2 separate regions of the Mus musculus genome follow, and region 2 is linked to region 1. A link is a contact called in public Hi-C data. All regions are on one chromosome and are shown on one strand. The core of a region is the stretch at or near the end of the contact, and the rest is flanking DNA. Distances in the headings are between cores, read along the strand shown. Region 1 holds the start of Lratd1 (LRAT domain containing 1). Region 2 has its middle 20 kb from the start of Gm36007.

Region 1 (6,124 bases), core at 2,113-4,612:
AAAGCAATGTCAGCTAAGGTCTTAGCTAAATTCCACTCCTAATGGCCCCCAGTATTTAAGCTATCATGGATTAAAGCCATGAAAATAAAAATTTCAATTTGAAATTTCATTAGCATGTTACTAAAAATGATCAAGAGAAGCATCGACACTGTAGGCTTTGTTGATATCGTTGGAAAACTGCTGTTTCATTTTACAAACAATCTCCACCTGCCTCCTGCCTCCTGCCTTCTAGTTAGGAAAAGCCAAACTAAAGACACTGGCTAGGCTGTCCTAATGCTGGTTTCTGGAATGTTGTAGATCTTCCCTGCCTCCCTCTCCTTCAGTCCCGCTGAATACAGGACTCTGAGTGAGAAGGGAAGCAATCAAGGGCTTCCGAGCAAAAAGCCTCCTCCTTCCTAAGTTCAAGTGCCCACAGGCCAGGTGAATTAGCTCCTTTTCCGGAGCCAGCAGGCCCTCCTCTCCCAAAAAGGTGCTTCAACCATTTTCCTCCCGGGACCCAGAAGGCTTTCCTTCTGGCAAGTGTCGGTCAAGCCGGGAATGGCATCGGCTTCCAGTTGCTCAAACTGAGAAGTCAATCCTATCTAGCTCAGCCTGGAATGCTTTGTCAGGAGACTCTGGGCTGGAGAGCTGCAAGACAGTTCCAGGCAGCCTCAGGGTAACCTGGAGTCCCTGAAGTGCTCCAAAGTACAGAGACAGGCTCGGTTTCATGGGAATTCTGATATCCGGGGGCACATCCACTCTCCATTCGGGAGTTGAATTGTGTCCTGAAAAGACCAACTCTCACCTCCGACTGGTTTGTGTGTGCACATCTGGGGGTGGTGGGTGACGGTTCCCTGTGACTAAGGATATTTGCCCTGTCTGCAGAAGAGTCACTGACCCTTGGCTCCCTGGAAAGGTAGTGTCCTTGCTCCCCTTTTGCCCACTCCCTCTTTCCCTTCACAACCCAGGGCAGAGGCGCAGGCTGGATTACCCTGGCATGATCACCAACACCAGGGTTGTCTTAGGAGCGCGCAGCTGCTCCCGCCCAGTGCGGTGGGTGGTGGTGAGTTCCCGAAGCTTCCAGCCGCTGGCCCTGGGCGGGCGCGTTAGGGGAACATGGGGTGCAGAACTGCGGGGACCGAAAGGGAACTCCGGGCGTGGGAACTGGCACGCCGAGCTGCCCCTCTGAGGCTACTCCTTGTCGTCCACAAAGTCCTCAAGCTCCTGCAGCACTCGCAGGCGGCCACTGGCGTCTATGCGACGCTTCTCGCGGATGAGGTCCTCCAGGCTGTGGAACCGGGCCGTGTGGACTTTGTTCTCCTCCAGATGCACTTTGAGATAATACTGCTGTTGCGGCGGCTGCGTTCCTGCGGGGACCTCCCCGCCAGCCTTGAACTCGCGCTTTCCAAAGCGGCACCAGGCAGCGAAGCTCTCGGAGTTCGTCCAGCAGATCTCCTCGCTCTTGAGGCCCAGGTGGCCACAGGCGTTCTGCACCACTAGCTCGGCCACCAGCGGGCGGTAGCGGTACCAGCTATTCACCACCCGGCCCACGTTGGCCGCGCCCGCCTGGTACAGGCTGTCCTGGCGGATCTCGCCTTGGTGCAGGTGGATGATCTGCCCGCCGCCCACGTAGACGGCCCAGTGAGGGGCTGGCGCGGGCTGCTCGGTCGCCGGCTGTAGCCACAAGAGCTCTAGCAGGTCGCCTGGCTCGCAGATCGCCGGCAGCGCAGTGACCGCGTAGACACTCAAGTCGGCGCCCTGAGGGCCGCCGGTCACTTTGGAAAAGATGCATTCCTGGCCCCGGAAGGCGGAGAACTGAGTCTCGTTGAGGACGAGCTGGTGCAGCAGGTGGTGGTGGTGGCGGCTGGGGCTCTCTGGGCAAGGGCTGCAACCTGGGGGGCCCTTCACACCAAACTTGTCCGGCTGCCCGCGTTCGTCCAGGTCCTCCTCCTCATCCGAGAAGAAGTAGGCAACCCCGACTCGCAGCTCGTCCTTCTCAATCCCAGATGGGTCCCCAGTGGGCAACTCGCTGTAGTTGAGGTGGGTGATGCGGTCCAGTTGGTTGCCCATCAATGACGCGGCGAGGCCAGGGCCAGCAACTGAGATCTGCCGAGGGAGAGAGGATAGACACCATCAGAGTCCGGGTTGACCCTCCTGGTGTCCCTTCCCCAAGGCGTTCAGTTCCCCAGGGGCCTGCAGCTTGCCTGACCACCGGCACTGAGTCGCCTGCGACAGCCAACTTTGCAGATCCGACCTGGGGTTAAAAGGGGGGGAAAAAAAAAGAAAGAAAGAAAAGAAAAAAGGGGGGGCACAGAAAAAGGCACCAGTCTCAGGGCCAGAATAGACAGCATACCAGCTCAGCCAGCCTCTGACTCTGCCCAGGAACCCTGCCCGGTAACTTCCACAGTAGAAACCACAGGCGGGCTAGAGAGCATGTAAGGTTCAAGTGGGCGAAGAGAGCGCAGGTTGTGGCAGATTGGTGATATACCCAGAAGGAAGGGAGGGTGTCAAGAGAAGCCCCAAGGCCCGAAATACAGCAAGCTGAGCTCACATTGTGGTCGCCATCCTTTGTAGCCCACCTACTCGTTTTGGACTGGGTCACACCCGATCCCCGACAGCTTCTTTCACAAGGGCAAGACTCGTTTGCAGGCATTCACTTGCCATCAGCATTTTGCACACTTGGAGTCCAGGCACTGACAGCCTGGTACATACACCCACAATGCTAATGTCATACACCCACAATGAAACATCTTGGAGACCACACATTGGCACCATCTACCCCCAATTCCTACACAATTCCGGACGAACGCCTGCACACTTGTCAATGCGCGTACTCTCAAGCACTGGGACACACCTGCCCACGCAGGCAGGTGCACTCTGCCCTCTCCTTGCTTGCCTTTTTCATAGAGCCAATCGGACTGCGCCAGGGCGAGGCTGCTCTGTCTAAAATAACCTAACAAAGAGACAGGGGAGGCAAGGCGAAACCCATGGTGAGTATTAGTGGTGTGTGTGTGTGTGTGTGTGTGTGTGTGTGTGTGTGTGTGTGTGTGTGTGTGAAGACGTCTACTTTCAACCCGAAGAGCCCCTCTCTTCAACCCAGCACACAATTCACACAATCGGACGAAGAAAAACCATTTTTTAAGGCAAAGAAAGCGGCTTTTCCGTACCCGTGATTTCCCTGCGCCCGAAACCCCAAACTCCTTTTAAAGTCTCCAGGTCCCCATGGGTGCTGTGGAGGCGGCAGTGGCGAGTGGGTCCTGGAGTCGCGTGGGACTGCGGTTCCGATCTATCCGGAGACGAGCAGTGAGGTGAGGTACCCAGAGCGGTGCGGATGCGCTCCGTGTCTACGCTGGCTTGGGCGTCTGCTCCACCTGGCAAGTCCTGGCTCCACTCCGCTTTCCTACAGCCGCGCGGACGACTCTTAAATCCCTTGAACAGCCGTTTTCCAGGCCCGCCCCGGAACGCGCCCATTGGCTAGGACTCGTCCCCGAGCCCTGCCAATCTCGGCTGGGGGTGGAATCAGGGGCGGGTTTCCTTTGTGCTCCGCCCTGCCCAGCCCCCAGCATTCCCCAGCCTCAACGCATTGGGAGCGTAGGTGTGAGCACCCGTGGGGAGCATAAGAGGGGCGTGGCTAGTACACCCAGCTGCTCCTTTGCAACCGAGTCCCTAGTAACTGAGAACACAGTCCGCCCGCGTTCGTGTTCTGTATTATAAGAGGACAGATTCCAGAAGGAAAACTGAGTTTGGGGGTGGAAAAAAAAAAAAAAAAAAAAGAAGAAGAAGAAAGAAAGAAAAAAAAAAAAAAAGAACGCTCTGCGTGGCCAAGGCATTGTGAGTGGCTAGGAACCAGGAACCGCGTATTTGAGGTTGCTTTGATGGGACTTCGGAGTCTTGCTTGGCTCCCGGCTGTCGCACAGTTGCTTCTGTTCCTGTCAGTCACAGCCGCCTTAGAAATTGCATGATGGTGCTCAGCGCCTGTCCTTTGAGCCAAGTGAAAGTGCTGACCCAGCGCCATTGCCGGCGCCTGGTTTTAAAAGGAGAACCATGTAGGTGTCAAAGGCTTCCAGAAAGTCTGAGCTTTGGCTGGCACCTTCTCTGAATGTTCCTTTGTCTTCAACCTCCCGTTTCCCGTGAGAGGGCTGAATCTCAAATGCTAGCTGATATTAGTGCACAGAAGTGTTTCCCAATTCCAAAACTGTCCTAATTAAGGGAATCATGTTTGGTTTTGTGTGTGTGATAAAGTGTCCATTAGTCCTTAAGGATGGGAACTCAGTGAATGAACGCACTAGGGACACTGGATGATACAAAGTGACTTTCTTCCGTAAAAGGAAATTCTAGACAGTTTCTAAACTTTTCTGCCTTAAACTTTGGAAGAGTTCTTAGAGTTTCTGGGTCAGGTTTTAATGTCACTTTTACACTGAAGGGCTTCTGAGATGATTGTCTGTCTGTCTGTGTGTCTGTCTGTCTGTCTGTCTGTCTCTCTCTCTTCGCCCCCCTCCCCCATGTTCCTTCCCCTTTCCCTCTTCCTTTCACCCTCCTCCTCTCTCTCATCCTTCCCCATAGCCCCTTCCTTTCCCTTCTGGGAGCTGTTGACCATAATTCAAACTCAGACCACTTCATTTCATTACAAACCTGAAGCACACGTGTGCCTTAGGCTTGCAGACTATGCCGCTGAGTTCTGGGCCCCCTGGCAATGACTGACAGAGAATGAGCTTCAGTAGTAACCAAAAGGAAAATTGACCACAGTGGCCACCATCCCTGTGTTTAGAGGTTCAAGTAGGCAATTTAACCCCCAGACCTTTATAGGGTAGTCACTAAAATCTGCTTTGTAGCAAATAAGGAAATATCCTGGGGTCAGTCAGCAACAACAACCTCCTCAAAGTTCATAGAAAGTTTACTTTTTATATAAATTACAGTGTTTGCTGATAGACTAAATCTTGTTTTCACAGTGTGAAAAACAGCAACAACAAAAGCAAGTGTTTCAAGTACTTTAGTTATTGGGCCTAAGTTCATAGAATGTGTCAACCTTTCTGTGCTGAGCTGTCTGCCTGATTCTTTACAAGGTACATAGCCTCCACCTTCTCTTCAGGTTTGTATTATTTTCACGAATGTTGTCTGCCTTCATAGCATGCAAGGGCAGTGATTTATCAAAGTAGAGACTTGATAAGTATTGCTGAAAAAAGACTGGTTTTAAATCAGTCATCTGTATAGTATTTACTTAAATTAATTTAGAAAATTGGCCAGTGTCCAATTAGTGGTTTGAATGGGAATGGTATGCTTGGTCATTATTGATGAACTCTGAGAAGGATTAGGAAGTGTGGCCAGGATGGAAGAGCTATGTCTCTGTGGGTGGGCTTTGAAAAAAACAGGCCACCCCCAGTTCTCTCTGTGTCTCTATCTCTCTGTCTCTGTCTATCTCTCTCTTTCTATGTGTCTCTCTGTGTCTTTCTATCTGGCTCTGCCCCCCCCCCCCCTTTGTGCCTGTAGATAAGGATGTACGCTTCCAGCTACTGCCCCAGCACCATGCTGCCTTCCTGTTGCCATGCTCCCACCATAATGGTCAAAGACTCACCCTCTGGAACTGTAAGCCCCCAAATAAATACTTTTATTTTATAAGTTGCCTTGGTCATGGTGTCTATTCACAGGAATAGAAGAGTAACCAGGGCAGTCCACATGGAAGTTGTTAGAAAATAAGTTGTCCTCCTTGAAAGCACTAACTACAGGTTTTAAGGCAACTTTAATATTTGATACACATAACAAACAGCTCATTTTTTTTTCTGTCTAGGAAGTCAAGAGAGTTAGTTGAACAAGTAATTTATGAAATCAAGAAGGGTTATCGTTCTTAGTATCAACTGGTCTCTGAGATGCTGGGAAGATATCTAAGGTGGTATGTGAGAAGAATACATTAAAGGTAGCTCAGGCCTTGATTTTGAATAGCTGTATTTTTAGGGCTCTATTCCCAAGGTCAGAGTGGCACACCAGTGTAGCCTGCAGGCTGTTCAGAATACCTGTTGTGTCTCCTACTACCCCAGAGTGCAGAGTGGGCAGGCTGCTTTTTGTTTCCTAGTATCCTAATGTTCCTGAGAATATTCCAAGTGAAACTTTGTTACTGCATGGATCTTAAATCTAGTGTGCAGATTTTGAT
Region 2 (5,400 bases), core at 692-3,191, 61 kb after region 1:
TTTTGAGGTATGGTCAGGACAGGAGATCTTTGTTCTAGTTTATCTCTGAAGCCAGTTTTCTTACTTCAATGGCTAGCCTTGGCTGCCTATAGCAACTTTCTCACTTTGAGTTGCTCATGTGCTCTCCATCCTTTTTGCTAGTCACTAAAGATTTAGGATGGATTGACTCTGCTTGCCCTGTATTCTCATGAAGAACACAAATCCTTGTGTGAAAGTAGCTCATGGAAGAGCATCAGTGCAAAAAGCGTGAGGAACTATCATAAAGTGATAGCATCTATTCTAATGGGATCATAGCGGAATGCATTCATATCATCCAGACAGTCAAAGAAAAATGGACTTCACTGTGCTTACAACTGTTGAGGGATGAGTTTACAAGGAAGGCAGCTGAGGTGATGGGCAATGAGTGTAAAGAATCATGATAAGAAAAGTAGCCCAAGACGGTGCTTAGAGTAGTCAAGGTGCTTTCTTGCTTACCATTTTACCTATCTGGACACTGTATCTTTACCTGGACAGGAGCAAAGAGAATGAGGAAGGCAGAAAGCAGTTTCTGGGGTGTGTGTGTGTGTGTGTGTATAAGAAAGAGACATTGAATTGCTCATTAACAAGCTTAATTTCTGAGTGCTAAGACTGAGTTCTCAACCCAGATGGTCCCATGCCAGCATGGTGGAATCCTGAGTGACAGATAAAAGAGAGACCCAGGATGACAAGCATATACCAATTTAACAGAAGTGGCCTCCTGGGATTTTCTCTGAGATTCTGAATGTAGAAATGACACTTCCTAGCTTTAAAGTGTGATTTTGAAACTTTCTCAGAAGCGATTCCACTTGTTTTGATTGTTTTAACTATGTGAGAAGTGCCATTGATCATGACGGGGATTTATTTTCATGAGAGCTATGAAGGGCTTTTTCCTATCTACCCGTATTCCTATTCTGAGACATAAAGCCTTGTTGGTTACATAGATAACAAAGACACAGAAACGGAGACCCAGGAGATGACATAGTATCTTTCAGGTGGCCGTACTCAGCAAGCCAGTACAGCTCTCTGGGACTTTGCAAAAAAGAATATTGAAACACATACTTCCAGGTTTCACTTTTTTTTTTTGTTTATTTGTTTGAGAGGAAACAGAAACATTCCTTTTTCCTAAGTAATTATTGGTAGAGAGTTGATGTTTAAGAGCAGCCAAAAGGTGGGCCAGAGGTACATGCATTAGGCAAGAAGGGACCATGAGAGGACCACCATCCGTGAGACGCTCTACTGAGACACAGACCCTTTTGCTTGGATGCTCAGGACAGATCTTATGTTTAAGTAGGCCATGGGTAGATATGATACTGGTATTATACTTATGTTCCTGTATACGCCTGCTCCATCTGCAGATGGCTGTTTTCCTGCCTGAATATGCTCCAGACTTCATTACTGTTGCAGGTTAATCCTCCCAGTGGGTGTGTAGCCTAGCAGGGCATATTAATGTCAGGCAGCAGCTTGATGAGTAAACTTACCTGTTTGATCCTTCTGGACATGAGCCAACGTGCTATCTGGCCAGAGCTCTGGAATGCTATGGTTTTAAATAGGATTTCTTTATTTGTATGTGACAGAAGTGGTTTCATGGTAGAAGCGGTAGGTATTTTATGGCATACAAATAATCAAATGGGGTTATGAAAAGGAAAGATGAACTCAATACAAATCAAACCCCTGAAACTTACTCTGAACATTTAATTTTAGGAACAGTCATATCAATTAATTATGAAATTATCATTGGCATATAACCAATGAAATTGCTTCTCGATACTTTGTTGCCTTTATTTTTCCTTGGTTCTAGAACAGAAAATGAAACCCAAAATGAACATTTATTGTAGTAAAACTCTTTGGTTTCACACATCAGTCTTGCTGCCTGCTCATACTTCCCAGGTGAGTCTTCTCCCCCTGGGCTTTCTGTGACAGGCTTTGAGGTTTTGCATGAGCAATTAGGATTGTGGAACTGATCCGAAAATAAGTGAGTTTCAGAGATCTGTTTAACAAGAAAGCAAAACAGTGATCAAAGTAGGCAGCTGATTGGGAAGGGAACAGTAAACACCGGGGAGACAAGGAGAAGCAGAAATAAAGGGACAGCTTTATGATGTGTGTATATGTGATTAAACTTGCTAACAGACAACACAGAAGCCTAAGCAGGAATGAGGGGCTGCTAGGAGCCCTGAGTCTAGTGACTGCTGGAAGCAGATGCCTCATTCTTTTCTGGTTACAAAGTTCCTTCATATTTCCTCTTTGATCTCAACAATCTGCAAGGAGAGCTGGGTAGGACAGCCCTTCCCATGTCACAGACATTGAGAAATCTTTCCCAGACAAATTCATCTTGTTTTGAACACAGTAACAACAAAGTCAATTCTTGCCAATAAACTGTGTCTAACCTGGACAATTTTCTACCTCAAGTCTACCATCTTCATAAGTGATTCCCTAATTTGATTGCAGTGACATGGCTTGAGAGGACCCCACACATGTTTAAGTCGCCTTTAATAGTCCTCATTCCTGATAGCAGAATCCTCAGGCATCTCTCAAAACATTGTACCTTTGATTCCCTACATTCAATTCAAATGGAATCCTAGCATAAAGGAAATAAAAGAGGGTAGTGGGGAGGTTGGCTGAGGGACTGTGTGGATTATCCAAAATTAACAATCACTTTGAATGAGGGTGGAATCATATTAAATATCTCACCTGATACAAAGTCTTAGTTTTGCAATCGTCTTCCCTTATGGCCTAACCAAGGCCCATATCACCATTTGCTGCTTCCCAAACATGTCTGCCATCTTCTCGTCCCTGTATATCAGTAATTACTTTGTAGACAAAAATCCAACCATTTTTGCATCTACCTCGACTGTTCCCCTTCCTTCCCTTGTCGAGCTATAATAATAACAATTTTAGTGTTGTTAAAGTTTATTGCACTGTGTGCTAAGTTTCTACTTAAACCTTCCACAAATGTAGTGGCTTAAAAATGATTCATATTACTTCATAGCCTGTGTGGAGAAAGTGAGATGGGTCTCCAAAGATGAACAGCAAGGTGTGGATAGGCTGTGAGTCATTTTACAGGTTGTAGTGAGAATCTGTCTGTTAGGCCCTGTCCGTTTTAGAAACTACACATATTTCCTGACTCATTCCTTTCTGATCCTGTATCTAACGCTATAATATCAGATGTGTCTACATGCTGCTCTAGCTCTGCTTTTATTTTTTATCTTATGTGGCCATTTCTTGCTTTGTCAGATAGCCTAGGATGCTCTCACTTCTAAAGGTCATCTGATTGGCAAAACAATTCCACCTGCAAACTTAATTACCTTTGTGTATAAGATAACAGAACCTTGGGGTTCTGGGATTTGGATATAGATAGCTTTAGGGACCATAAATCTGCCTTCCACATGGTGCATAACACAGGTTAACATGGGTTTTGTGAACATTGTTACTTTTATCCTCTGAGAAATCATTTAAAAATACTGATAATTCATATTTTGCAAGTTGAAAAAGTGAGATTGATAGGGTTATATAACACCCCTCCACACACACACACACTCCCTGGTATATCAGATGACCCCACTCAGCTCACAGGAAACAGAAAGAAGAGCAGCTGGAGCTTGAACTGCATTACTAGCTCAGAGGCAGCTCTCTTAGCCCAGTGAGTGGAAACAAGATTCATCTGGTTGCTTGAGGCATTAACAAACGATTCCTGCAAAACTTCTGCTTTCCCCTCAACATTCCCCATTTCATACTCTCCTGTCTGTTTGAGTCTATGTTGTGTAATTTGGATAGGGCCAATTTTCTTTCTCCCCTGCTCTGTGACAGTCTATGCCATATCCAAGCAACCACTCAAATTCACTCACATGCACTGTCATGTCCTAATTTGTATTCTTCTTCATCACAATTCCTTTTTCAACATATCTGTGCATACCCTGAGTTAAAGCACTAGAAACATTCCTATCAACCTTAAGTAAGTGTAGTTAACATGGAATTTTAATTGGTACTTTATGTGTGCTAACTAATCTCTTGCATTCTATGCAATGTCCATGTACACTATTCCATCCTGAAGAGGCTTTGATGGGAATAAAATAACCTTGAGGCTCTTACAGCTTCATTCCTACACTCCTGTCATGTGCCACATTAGAAGTCACCATTCTCAAGAATACTGTTCTCTACACCTTAACTCCTCACAATCCCAATATGTGGCACAATTATCTCATTTTCTGGACCACACGATCACATGACGATCATGAGCATAAAGGTCATGTGAAGTGAGTTCATCTCAGCAGCGTTAATACTGAGATCCAAGACCCATAAGTAATCCACACCTTGAAGATGTTTATTGAACAAATAGAAGAATGACATGCCCTGTCATTGCTTTTAGGCTCATAAGGATTCAGTATTTGTGTGACTCTTCTTCACCAAGCCAAAATTTGAAATCCCTTTGTCTGTTAACTTTTGATTTCAATCTACACTCCTCCAATGGTTCCTCCTGTTCCATCATATCCTCAGTGTACACATCCATAGTCTTAGCTCCCTCATTGAGTTCAAGAATCATATATCCAACTGCCTGGCAGGAATCTGTGCTTGAATATGAAATTCACCCCTCAACGCATTTTTGATCATTAATAATGACTTTCAACTGGACAGGATCTAGAATCACCTACAAGATAAAAGACAAACCTGTGGACCTATCTGTGAGAGAGATTCCAGACAGGATAAATTGAAATGAAAAGACCTACCATAAACATGGGTGGCGCAATCCCATAGTCTAGGATCCTGCACTGAACAAAAAGGACAAAGGAAGCTGAGTCTCTGCATTCGTCTCTCTACTTCCTGACTGTGTGTGCTCAGAAACAACATGACCAGCCACCTCATGCTCCTGCTCTCATAACTTTCTGACACAGCGAACAACTTGTTTCACCCATAGGTGAACCTAAAGAAACCTCTCCTTAAATTGCTGTTGCCAGCTATTCTGTCACAGAAACAATATAATTAACAAATGTAATGGTTAACAGAAAACTCTTTATTCGACTTTTTCAGCTATTCATTCTAGAGCAGGAGCAAACTGTTTCTCTATCTGCTCAGGACAAAGACCGAGTTCGTTCTTGAATCCTTAAGTTTTTCTTTCTGTATCTATAGCCAATCCATCAGCCAGTCCTCTCTGCTTCTCAAGATGATGTATTTCCAATCTGCCCACTTCTTTCTCCCCAATGTACTCTATGCAGGCTCATTTCATTTTCTTCCTGAGTAACTCCAATAGTCCCTTAAATGATCTCTTCTCCCGTTTCGCTCACCTAGCAACTATCCATTCTCCATGCAGTAGCCAGAATGATATTTTAAAAATCATAAATCAGATCGTATCATCCCAACTTCAAATCTTCCTGAAGTTCCCTACTACAT

What was found. A called contact is a pair of places that touch in the nucleus more often than the background predicts.
Region 2: a contact with region 1 is called in a Hi-C map of colorectal tumor organoids, with 1.8 times the contacts expected there. The contact joins the enhancer-like site here to the promoter of Lratd1 in region 1. A contact is called at or near these places in 3 of 484 Hi-C or Micro-C datasets (colorectal tumor organoids, epidermal suprabasal cells and nephron progenitors), 1 of 115 datasets of contacts at active chromatin or transcription factors (intestinal crypt epithelium) and 1 of 9 other capture datasets (embryonic stem cells).

Annotation. Positions count from the first base shown.
Region 1 is chr12:14,148,676-14,154,799 of GRCm38.p6, forward strand. Lratd1 (LRAT domain containing 1) reads right to left here and starts at 3,363. Exons shown (of 2, transcript NM_029007.2): 1 at 3,147-3,363; 2 at 1-2,085. The coding sequence starts at 2,049. The coding sequence ends at 1,171.
Region 2 is chr12:14,211,355-14,216,754 of GRCm38.p6, forward strand. No RefSeq gene overlaps it. Among named protein-coding and RNA genes, the nearest start is that of Gm36007, 20 kb to the right of the region's middle. Within about 2 kb of position 1,942, at least 8 of the 459 cell types and tissues checked have an H3K27ac peak or open chromatin away from gene starts, as enhancers often do. A contact at or near this core is called in colorectal tumor organoids and epidermal suprabasal cells, where this site is marked.